Regions from separate parts of the Mus musculus genome. Here regions 1 and 3 are each linked to region 2. The links are chromatin contacts, called in public HiChIP or PLAC-seq and promoter capture Hi-C maps. All regions are on one chromosome and are shown on one strand. The core of a region is the stretch at or near the end of the contact, and the rest is flanking DNA. Distances in the headings are between cores, read along the strand shown.

What was found. Promoter capture Hi-C pulls out the DNA fragments that hold promoters and counts their contacts. HiChIP or PLAC-seq counts read pairs in DNA pulled down with a chosen protein or histone mark.
Region 1: a contact with region 2 is called in an H3K4me3 HiChIP or PLAC-seq map of embryonic stem cells, with 43 read pairs. The contact joins the enhancer-like site here to the promoter of Hnf1a in region 2. A contact is called at or near these places in 16 of 39 promoter capture datasets (3T3-L1-derived adipocytes, the C10 cell line, the HPC-7 cell line and 10 more), 3 of 15 datasets of contacts at CTCF or cohesin (the NIH/3T3 cell line, embryonic stem cells and large pre-B cells), 14 of 484 Hi-C or Micro-C datasets (B cells, CD4 T cells, T follicular helper cells and 10 more), 19 of 115 datasets of contacts at active chromatin or transcription factors (bone marrow-derived dendritic cells, bone marrow-derived macrophages, craniofacial prominence and 12 more) and 4 of 9 other capture datasets (adipose tissue, liver, macrophages and 1 more).
Region 3: a promoter capture Hi-C map of embryonic stem cells shows a contact between it and region 2, with 4 times the contacts expected there. The contact joins the enhancer-like site here to the promoter of Hnf1a in region 2. A contact is called at or near these places in 4 of 39 promoter capture datasets (the 3T3-L1 cell line, the C10 cell line, cranial neural crest and 1 more), 1 of 115 datasets of contacts at active chromatin or transcription factors (the 230-238 cell line) and 2 of 9 other capture datasets (adipose tissue and liver).

Annotation. Positions count from the first base shown.
Region 1 is chr5:115,206,851-115,209,576 of GRCm38.p6, reverse strand. No RefSeq gene overlaps it. Among named protein-coding and RNA genes, the nearest start is that of Cabp1, 14 kb to the right of the region's middle. Within about 2 kb of position 1,471, at least 13 of the 459 cell types and tissues checked have an H3K27ac peak or open chromatin away from gene starts, as enhancers often do. A contact at or near this core is called in embryonic stem cells and forebrain, where this site is marked.
Region 2 is chr5:114,969,472-114,972,453 of GRCm38.p6, reverse strand. It overlaps Hnf1a (HNF1 homeobox A), which reads left to right and starts at 1,392. Exons shown (of 10, transcript NM_009327.3): 1 at 1,392-1,935. The coding sequence starts at 1,610. Hnf1aos1 (a long non-coding RNA gene) reads right to left here. Exons shown (of 6, transcript XR_878697.3): 1 at 2,417-2,982.
Region 3 is chr5:114,793,496-114,796,195 of GRCm38.p6, reverse strand. Ankrd13a (ankyrin repeat domain 13a) reads right to left here. Exons shown (of 15, transcript NM_026718.2): 7 at 449-515. Among named protein-coding and RNA genes, the nearest start is that of 1500011B03Rik, 19 kb to the left of the region's middle. Within about 2 kb of position 1,380, at least 44 of the 459 cell types and tissues checked have an H3K27ac peak or open chromatin away from gene starts, as enhancers often do. A contact at or near this core is called in adipose tissue and embryonic stem cells, where this site is marked.

The DNA.
Region 1 (2,726 bases), core at 222-2,721, 240 kb before region 2:
GGGCAAACCCTTTACCAACTAAGCCATTGCCCGAGACCGGAACACTACTTTTGAAATATAAAGATGGGTCTCAGGAGTTACAGAGACAAAATTTGGAGCTGTGACGAAAGGATGGACCATCATCTAGTGATTGCCATATCAGGGGACCCATCCCATAATCAGCTTCCAAATGCTGACACCATTGCATACACTAGCAAGATTTTGCTGAAAGGACCCTGATATAGCTGTCTCTTGTGAGACTATGCCGGGGCCTAGCAAACACATAGTGGATGCTCACAGTCAGCTATTGGATGGATCACAGGACCCCCAATGGAGGAGCTAGAGAAAGTACCCAAGGAGCTAAAGGGATCTGCAACCCTATAGATGGAACAACAATATGAACTAACCAGTACCCCAGAGCTCTTGACTCTAGCTGCATATGTATCAAAAGATGGCCTAGTCGGCCATCACTGGAAAGAGAGGCCCATTGGACTTGCAAACTTTGTATGCCCCAGTACAGGGGAACACCAGGGCCAAAAAGTGGGAGTGGGTGGGTGGGTATGGGGGACTTTTGGGATAGCATTTGAAATGTAAATGAGGACAATACCTAATTTAAAAAAAAAGATGGGTCTCAGAGTGCATAGACATTTGAAAAGCTGAGAAATTTGAGTCGTTATCCTAACTCCAACCTTTGGATAAGTCCAAAAGAACACAAAGGCTCTTGGGCCTGATCGCAGTCACAGGACCAGGTGCTCACATCAGGCTGCGAATCTGCAGGTGACGAGGCCTGAGGGACCTCCCACTGTCCTTGGGACCTCAGTGGGAACTCCCAACCCTGGATCCACTGCTAGCATATGTGTGAGGGGGAGGAAGAGGCAGAGAGCAGAGCTTCCAGAAGCTCTGGGAAAGCTCTGTTGACTTCCCCGTGGTTTATTTAAAACAATGTTTTTGTTTTTGTTTTGAGATAGGCTCTTAAGTAGCCCAGGTTGGCCTTAAATTCACTCTTGTGGCCCAGGGTGACCTTGGATCTGACATCCCTGCCTTCTCCCCAGTGCTGGGATTATATGAGTATACCACCCTACCTGGTTTAGACTGCCCCTATATTTACAAGAGGCAGGGCAGGGTGCCCTCCTGGGGCCAGAAGGAACAAACAGGACCAAGAAGGGAAAGGGTGGCAAACGACCAGCACCAGGCCAAGCTGCAGGCCCTCCCTTCTCTGATGTTTGGCATTAAGAAGCCCGTGCTATGGGCCCAGCTGGGGAGACAGACATCCCCCACCCCCCACCCCCGCCCCCCGGGGAAGTGTAAACTTTGTGTAGATGCTAGGGATGGGTTTGAGGTCATTGAGGGGAGGGGTAGCGGGGGGGGGGGGGGGGGCGCGGCGGGCGGGGGGCGGGGCGAGCTGGCAGCAGGACCAGGCACCCCTAAAGGCCTTCCAGGCAGCAGCGGCAGGGAGGACTGAGAGTAAGACTGCTCAGAGGAGCCCGGCTGTGTGGAGGAATCTGGACTCGATCCCAAGAGCAGTAGGAAGCCACCGAAGCTGTGGCTGTGAGCGCTATAATCCTACATCACCGGATAACGTTTTCACTTCGTTTTCTGGTTGGAAAAAAGCTGATTGCCATGATGACTTTTTTTTTCTATGTAGGGTTTTTTTTTTTTTTCAGATGTAGAAAATAAGAAAGCAATAGAATATGTGTGTGTGTGCGTGTTTTCTTTCTTCAGATGTAGAAAATAAGAAAGCAATAGAATATGTGTGTGTGTGCGTGTTTTCTTTCTTCAGATGTAGAAAATAAGAAAGCGTTGGAATACGTGTTTATTCTCAGGGTTAAATGTGCCCAACAGATGCAAATTGCCTCGCGTTTTCTGTGTGGTCTATAAATGGCAATTCCCTTATCTTTTCCTCTAAATTCCATTTCATAATTTCTGCTATTTCGGGAGCACGGAAGGCGAGCCATCCTCCCTGCAGACTGAGGATAAATTTCACTAGAAGGACAATGAGTCAATGTGCCTCGTGATTTGATGGGTTCGGGGCATCAAAAAGGGGGTTCTTTGGGGCCGGAGAGATGGTTCAGCGGTTAAGAGCACTGTCTGCTCTTCCAGACCATCCTGAGCTCAATTCCCAGCAGCCACATGGTGGCTCACAACCATCTGTAATGGGATCTGGCGCCCTCTACTGGTGTGTCAGCAGCAGAATGCTAATATATGTTAAATAAATCTTAATAATAATAATAATAAAAAGGTTGTTGTTTTACTAACTTATTATACAAATAGCAAGCTCCTCCTGACCAGGAAACATACCTTTTGCTTTATAGATGTGAAATTTGCATTCAACTTTTCAAAATATTATTTTTAAATTGCGTGCATGGACAGTGTGCATGCATGTGAGTACAGGTGCTGACACCTCTGGAGCTGGTGGTATAGGGTATCGTGAGCCATCCAACATAGGTGCCGGGACATGAACTTGGATCTTCTGCAAGCTTCCTCACGATGAGCCATCTCTCTAGCCCCAACATTTTTTGGTTCTAACCTTTTGAAACAGAGGCTCTCACTATGTTGCCCAACCAGTTCTCAAACCTGCTTGCTCCGGCCCAAGGATTTATTATTATATGTAAGTACACTGTCGCTGTCTTCAGACACACCAGAAGAGGGCATCAGATCCCATTACTGATGATTGTGAGCCACCATGTGGCTGCTGGGATTTGAACTCAGGACCTTCGGAAGAGCAGTCAGTGCTCTTAACCGCTGAG
Region 2 (2,982 bases), core at 143-2,642:
GGGGATAAAATGAGATCTGCGCTCTGGATGGAGTGAACTTCCGGCCTCCATGACTGCCAGAGGCGGGGCTAGAGACCTGCATAGGAATGGGCTGCTCAGGAGAACAGTTTCTTTAGGATGATGAAAGTGTTTTAAATTGATCGATTGGTGCGCTGCATGCTGGGATATGCTTATGGCTGCTAACAGCTGCTGCATTTCAAAAGGCAAGAGGGCTGGGCAGGTGACAAGTCAGACTGCCTGGGTTCCACAGAGTGGAAGAGAGAGATAGCTGATTCCTGCAGTTGTTCCCCGACCTCCACACCCAAGCTGTCACACATACACACACTCTCGGGAACACACACACACACACAAAAAGATTTAAAAAATATATAAATGCTTTCATTAGGTAATACTGACAAAAGTAATACTTGAGAAAAATTAAAATGGTGTATTTGGGGCTGGGGTTCTGGCTCTTGGTAGAGCCCTTGCCTTGAGTATACAAGGCCCTGGGTTTGACCCCAGCAAGACTAAAAACTGGCTGTGGTACGGGTCTGTAATTCCAGCACTTGGGAGCTAGAGGTAGGAAAATCAGGAGTTCAAGGTCAGCCTGAACTACATCGTAAGACTGTCTCAAACAAACAAACAAACAAACAAACAAAAAACCCCAATACATATGTGTGCGTGCACAGACACAGAGAGATACACACACATACACACACACATAGATTAGATATACACACACATAAAATTAGATACACAGACACATACAAGACACAGAGACATACACAAACATAGATTAGTTATACACACACATATAGATTAGATACACAGATACACACAGACACACACACACACACAGACACACACACACAGGACACACACACACACACACGTTCTGGTTCGGATCACACAATGATAGGATGCAATACATTATAACCCAGTATCCTCAACACAGAAGTCTGAAGTGCTAAGACAACAGGGGTTTTTCCCCCCCTGGGAAGTCTGATGTTGGGCTAGGACTGAGGGTGCAGTGACCCACTCCAGGAAATGTGACCTGATTCTGCCCTGGAGAACCGGCCCAGTGGCCCAGAGCTTCCTGCTGTCCCAGCGGCCCAAAGAAACAGGCTTTTAAAGTTCTCCTGTGCCAGGCTGAAAGCATCCTGGAGAGTGGGACCCAGCGCCGCACCCAGAGGCCTCCTGGCTCCTGCTGCCTCTAGCCCTGCGCCCCTGGCCCCTCTCCACCTCCCCCACCCTCCCTTCTGCTCACTCCCAATTGCAGGCCATGACTCCCGGTCCCGGTCCCTCTCACCCGCCATGAGGCCTGCACTTGCAAGGCTGAAGTCCAAAGTTCAGTCCCTTCGCTAAGCGCACGGATAAATATGAACCTTGGAGAATTTCCCCAGCTCCAATGTAAACAGAGCAGGCAGGGGCCCTGATTCACTGGCCGCTGGGGCCAGGGTTGGGGGCTGGGGGTGCCCACAGAGCTTGACTAGTGGGATTTGGGGGGGCAGTGGGTGCAGCGAGCCCGGTCCGTTGACTGCCAGCCTGCCGGCAGGTAGACACCGGCCGTGGGTGGGGGAGGCGGCTAGCTCAGTGGCCTTGGGCCGCGTGGCCTGGTGGCAGCGGAGCCATGGTTTCTAAGCTGAGCCAGCTGCAGACGGAGCTCCTGGCTGCCCTGCTCGAGTCTGGCCTGAGCAAAGAGGCCCTGATCCAGGCCTTGGGGGAGCCAGGGCCCTACCTGATGGTTGGAGAGGGTCCCCTGGACAAGGGGGAGTCCTGCGGTGGGAGTCGAGGGGACCTGACCGAGTTGCCTAATGGCCTTGGAGAAACGCGTGGCTCTGAAGATGACACGGATGACGATGGGGAAGACTTCGCGCCACCCATTCTGAAAGAGCTGGAGAACCTCAGCCCAGAGGAGGCAGCCCACCAGAAAGCCGTGGTGGAGTCACTTCTTCAGTAAGGACCCCAACCTGTCCCCAGCACCCAGGAAGGAACTCATAGCGCCCCATTCTATGCTCCTGGCAAGCTTCACTTCCCGTCTAGGGGGCCTTAGGAGCTGTGGTCTTCAGGCTGGTGGTTAAGGGCTTCTTGCCGAACCTACCCCTCTGTTTGGCCCTACATACCCCGTATCCGTGGGCCACCTGTTTGCAGTCCGGCCTTTAGGAAACAGGGACAGGCCTGAGGTCACTTTGAAACAGAGGACAAAGGAAAGCCAGCCCCAAGAAAATGGTTGGAGAACTAGTGGGTGGTAGAAATCCTTCCCCAGTGTGGTCGTTTGTGCTCCCACAAATTCCACCTTCTTGGCTGGGGGGGGGGTCAGATCCAGGTTTGGGGCCCCAAAAGCCCCTGAGGAGGCCGGGCTGATGTTGGGCTTTTAGGGGATTTCCTGATCCGCCAGGGCCTTAAGCATCTGGCAGGGTACGCTTGGGTTTCTTACCTGGGGCAGATGGAGCTGAAGGTGGCAGTTTCCCTGCATGGCCAGGTGCTGCTTGCCCCTGACCCCAGCCTGGTCAGATAGCAGGGTTAGAGGCCTCCCCATACCAGACCCCCCTCTTCTGTTGTCTGGCTCCCCATCTCCTGGAGTGCTGAGTGGGTCCCGATTTCAATGCCTCCCCCGTCTCTCTCCTCAGCAAAGCCGTTCTGGTTACTAATTACCCACGCACGCCATTATTTCTTTTGTTTTATAAATTTATAAATAGCAAAAGGCTCTGATAAGGCCTGTGATCATTAACTTGTCGGGACGGTGGCGGGGAGATGCCCATTTGGGGGTGGAGAACGAACAGGAACACCAAAGTGAGGGAAAGGTAGCTTGGGGGCTGTGGGGAGTACTACCACCCCCAATTCCCCAAGCCTCCACAGTTTCCCTGAGATTATCGCCCGGCACGCTATTTTCTGTAGGGATTTCTGCTGTGCCTAAATCCCCATAATATAGAGATAACCGCCCCCCCAGAAGGAAGTGGTTAATAAACACGCTTTACAGTAGGGAAACTGAGGCTTAGACAG
Region 3 (2,700 bases), core at 131-2,630, 180 kb after region 2:
GCTGCAGCGATTGGGTTTGGTTATTTTGTTTTTTTTTGTTTTTTTTTTGTTTTGTTTTGTTTTGTTTTGGAGCCAAGGCTTAGAGTCAGCTAAAGAAATTACCTAAAGCTTAAATAACAAAGGATCACAGAAGCTATCTACTATATATCTTCTTTAAAAGAGAAAAACCGACTAAATATAATAATAATAAGTTTTTTTTAAAGAACCAAAAGAACGTCTCTCATCTCATTTCTGAACAGCCATAAAGCTACGGACCTGCTCAGAGCATGCTGTCCCATTTTCTGAAAAAAATCAGTAAGATGAAAGAGGGGGTAGGAGATGCCTTAGAACTTCCTCCCCAGGGACTGTCCGTCCGTCCGGCAGACCAGGGAAGCAATCAGAACAGACCCCTCATTTGCATAGCCGCTGAAAAGCTAAAGGGAATCTTAGTTGAAGAGCTTGCTTTTACCTTGGCTTCGTAACCATTGACAACTTCAGCTTTATCTGTCCTCCAGCCCCAGAATCCGGATTTAGTTCTGACAAAAGTGAACACCACAAAAATTTCCACATGTACAGAGGTTACCCCTGCAGCCCTTACAGGCCACCCCCGCCCCCGACATTAGTGAAGGACACTTGGAAATCGTCGTCCCACTGTCCACAAAACGATGCGACCAGTGACAGATGGCTTAGACATCCCCTCCCCCTCCCACAGTTATCAGTGTGCTGCACTCCAGGCAAAGAGAGCATCCACTCTTGGCTTCTGTTTCGGACCTGCCAGCACAGGGGGCAAAAGGTCATGACATCTGTTGGACGGCTGTCCTAAATAAATGAGTGAAGATGGCCCTTGTCCAAGGTCTTGCTTGCATGTATCTGGGTCATCTACTGCAGGCAAGGGCACAAGAGCCTCTCCTCCATCCAGGAATTCTCAGAACTGTGAACACACAGCTTCCTGCCCGCCTCTGGCAGAAAGGCAGGTGGAGTCAGAACCCATAACAATGTTGAGAGGCTAGGGAAGGTCATTAAAGCTTTCAAAATGGCCGGAGAACCACATGTTCATTGTCAGGCATAGCAAGGAGGAAGGACATGAAGAGTGGCTTTTCAACTCAGTCACTGATGGGTGACTTTTGAGGCAGCCCGGGTTGCAGCTACACCTGTAGCATGGGCTATGTGCTTAGAAACCCATTTCATCAGGGCTACACACTTCTAGGGGAAAGTGTATTCAGGATCAGAGGACAGCCTCTAAGTTCTGATTAGTTTTCTTTTATGTTTTTGTTTAAAGACGGGATCTTGCTATATGGGCCAGACTGCCTCTAACCTGTAAGCCTCTTGCCTCCAAGTGCTGGAGTTACAGGCAAGAGCTTCCTGCCACTCCTGGGTGTGACTGCTTTTCAGAGCAGCTTGCCCTGGGAGGAGCCCATCTGCCCGGCCTTTGTCTAGGACATCACCCTAGCTTTTCCTGGCACTGTGGAGAGCTGCCATCCGTCTGCCCTTTGCTCTGTCTTGTCACAGAGGAAGCTCAGAGGATGGTCGCAGGCTAGCCAGCTCACAAGAGCAGAATGCAGTTTGTAAAATTTATATTTCCATAACATAAATTCCATAGAAAGGAATTTCTAGTGGGATTCTAGTAAATCAAATCAGGCGACACACTGAGTTTTATAGATTGGTTTGAACCCATCATAAAAGGAAGACCCATGGGTGTTAATTTTCCTCTTGGGTGAAGATGACCCCACACAGCAAGAGATAGAGTCCTAAAAGGACTCTGGTAAAGGCTGGCTACTCTAGCTTACACTGTTCAAACAAGAACAGGGCACCGGGACTACACTCCTGACTAGCAGGTCACAGCCCTTGCTGCCACCAGTGACTAAAACCCCAGATGCGCCCGGGGTTAACTCCGTTCCATGCTGCACTAGTGCTAGGCAGACATACCCGCTCCTCGGCTGTCGTTACTTGCTCTCACACATCGCCATCGCTGCTCCTGCTGTTCTTGGCTGCCCCGCTCTGACAGCATCTGAGCTGGGAAGCTCAGACTTCACTATGTTAAACCCAGCTGTGACTCCCTGAGCCTCTGTCAGGTCTGTGTGCACCACAAGGCATCTGAAGACCACAGGACACCCAGCTTCCTTCTGCCTGTCCCACCTGAGACCAGCACACCAAAGGCCACGTAGCAGGGGCTGTGACTCAATATTATGAAGTTTAAAGGCGGCTCTGAAGTGGCAGGGATGTTGTTCTTGCTGCATATCATTCAGGAAAAGGACGGCCAGTTACATACCGTCCCCTGAAACTCACCAGGGAGGGTAGTGCTTTATAAGCATTGAATTCCTCGTATAGGCATGGGAAAAGGATGACAGTAACCATTGCAATGTGGCAAAGAACCTCGGAGAGAGCCTCCGCTGGAACTGATCATTCATGTGTCTTTGAATCTGCAAACCTCGCACTCAGGAGCGGCTCCAATCTCTACTTATTCCAACGTTCACTGATCACATATGAACATCATTAAAACAAAGCAAAAAAAAACAAAAAAAAAAACAAAAAAACCAAAAAAAAAAACCAGCTGTCTTTCAGCACCCTCGCCTCGGCCTACTGTCAGCTTCAGGAAAACCAGCTGGAGCTGGCTGTCTGAAAACCCTGTGACCCCGAGAATACACAATGTACCTCCGTCCTCGGTACACAGGGCCACACTCTTGTTTCCCATCTGCACTTGGTGGACTAAGGCCAGGAGTT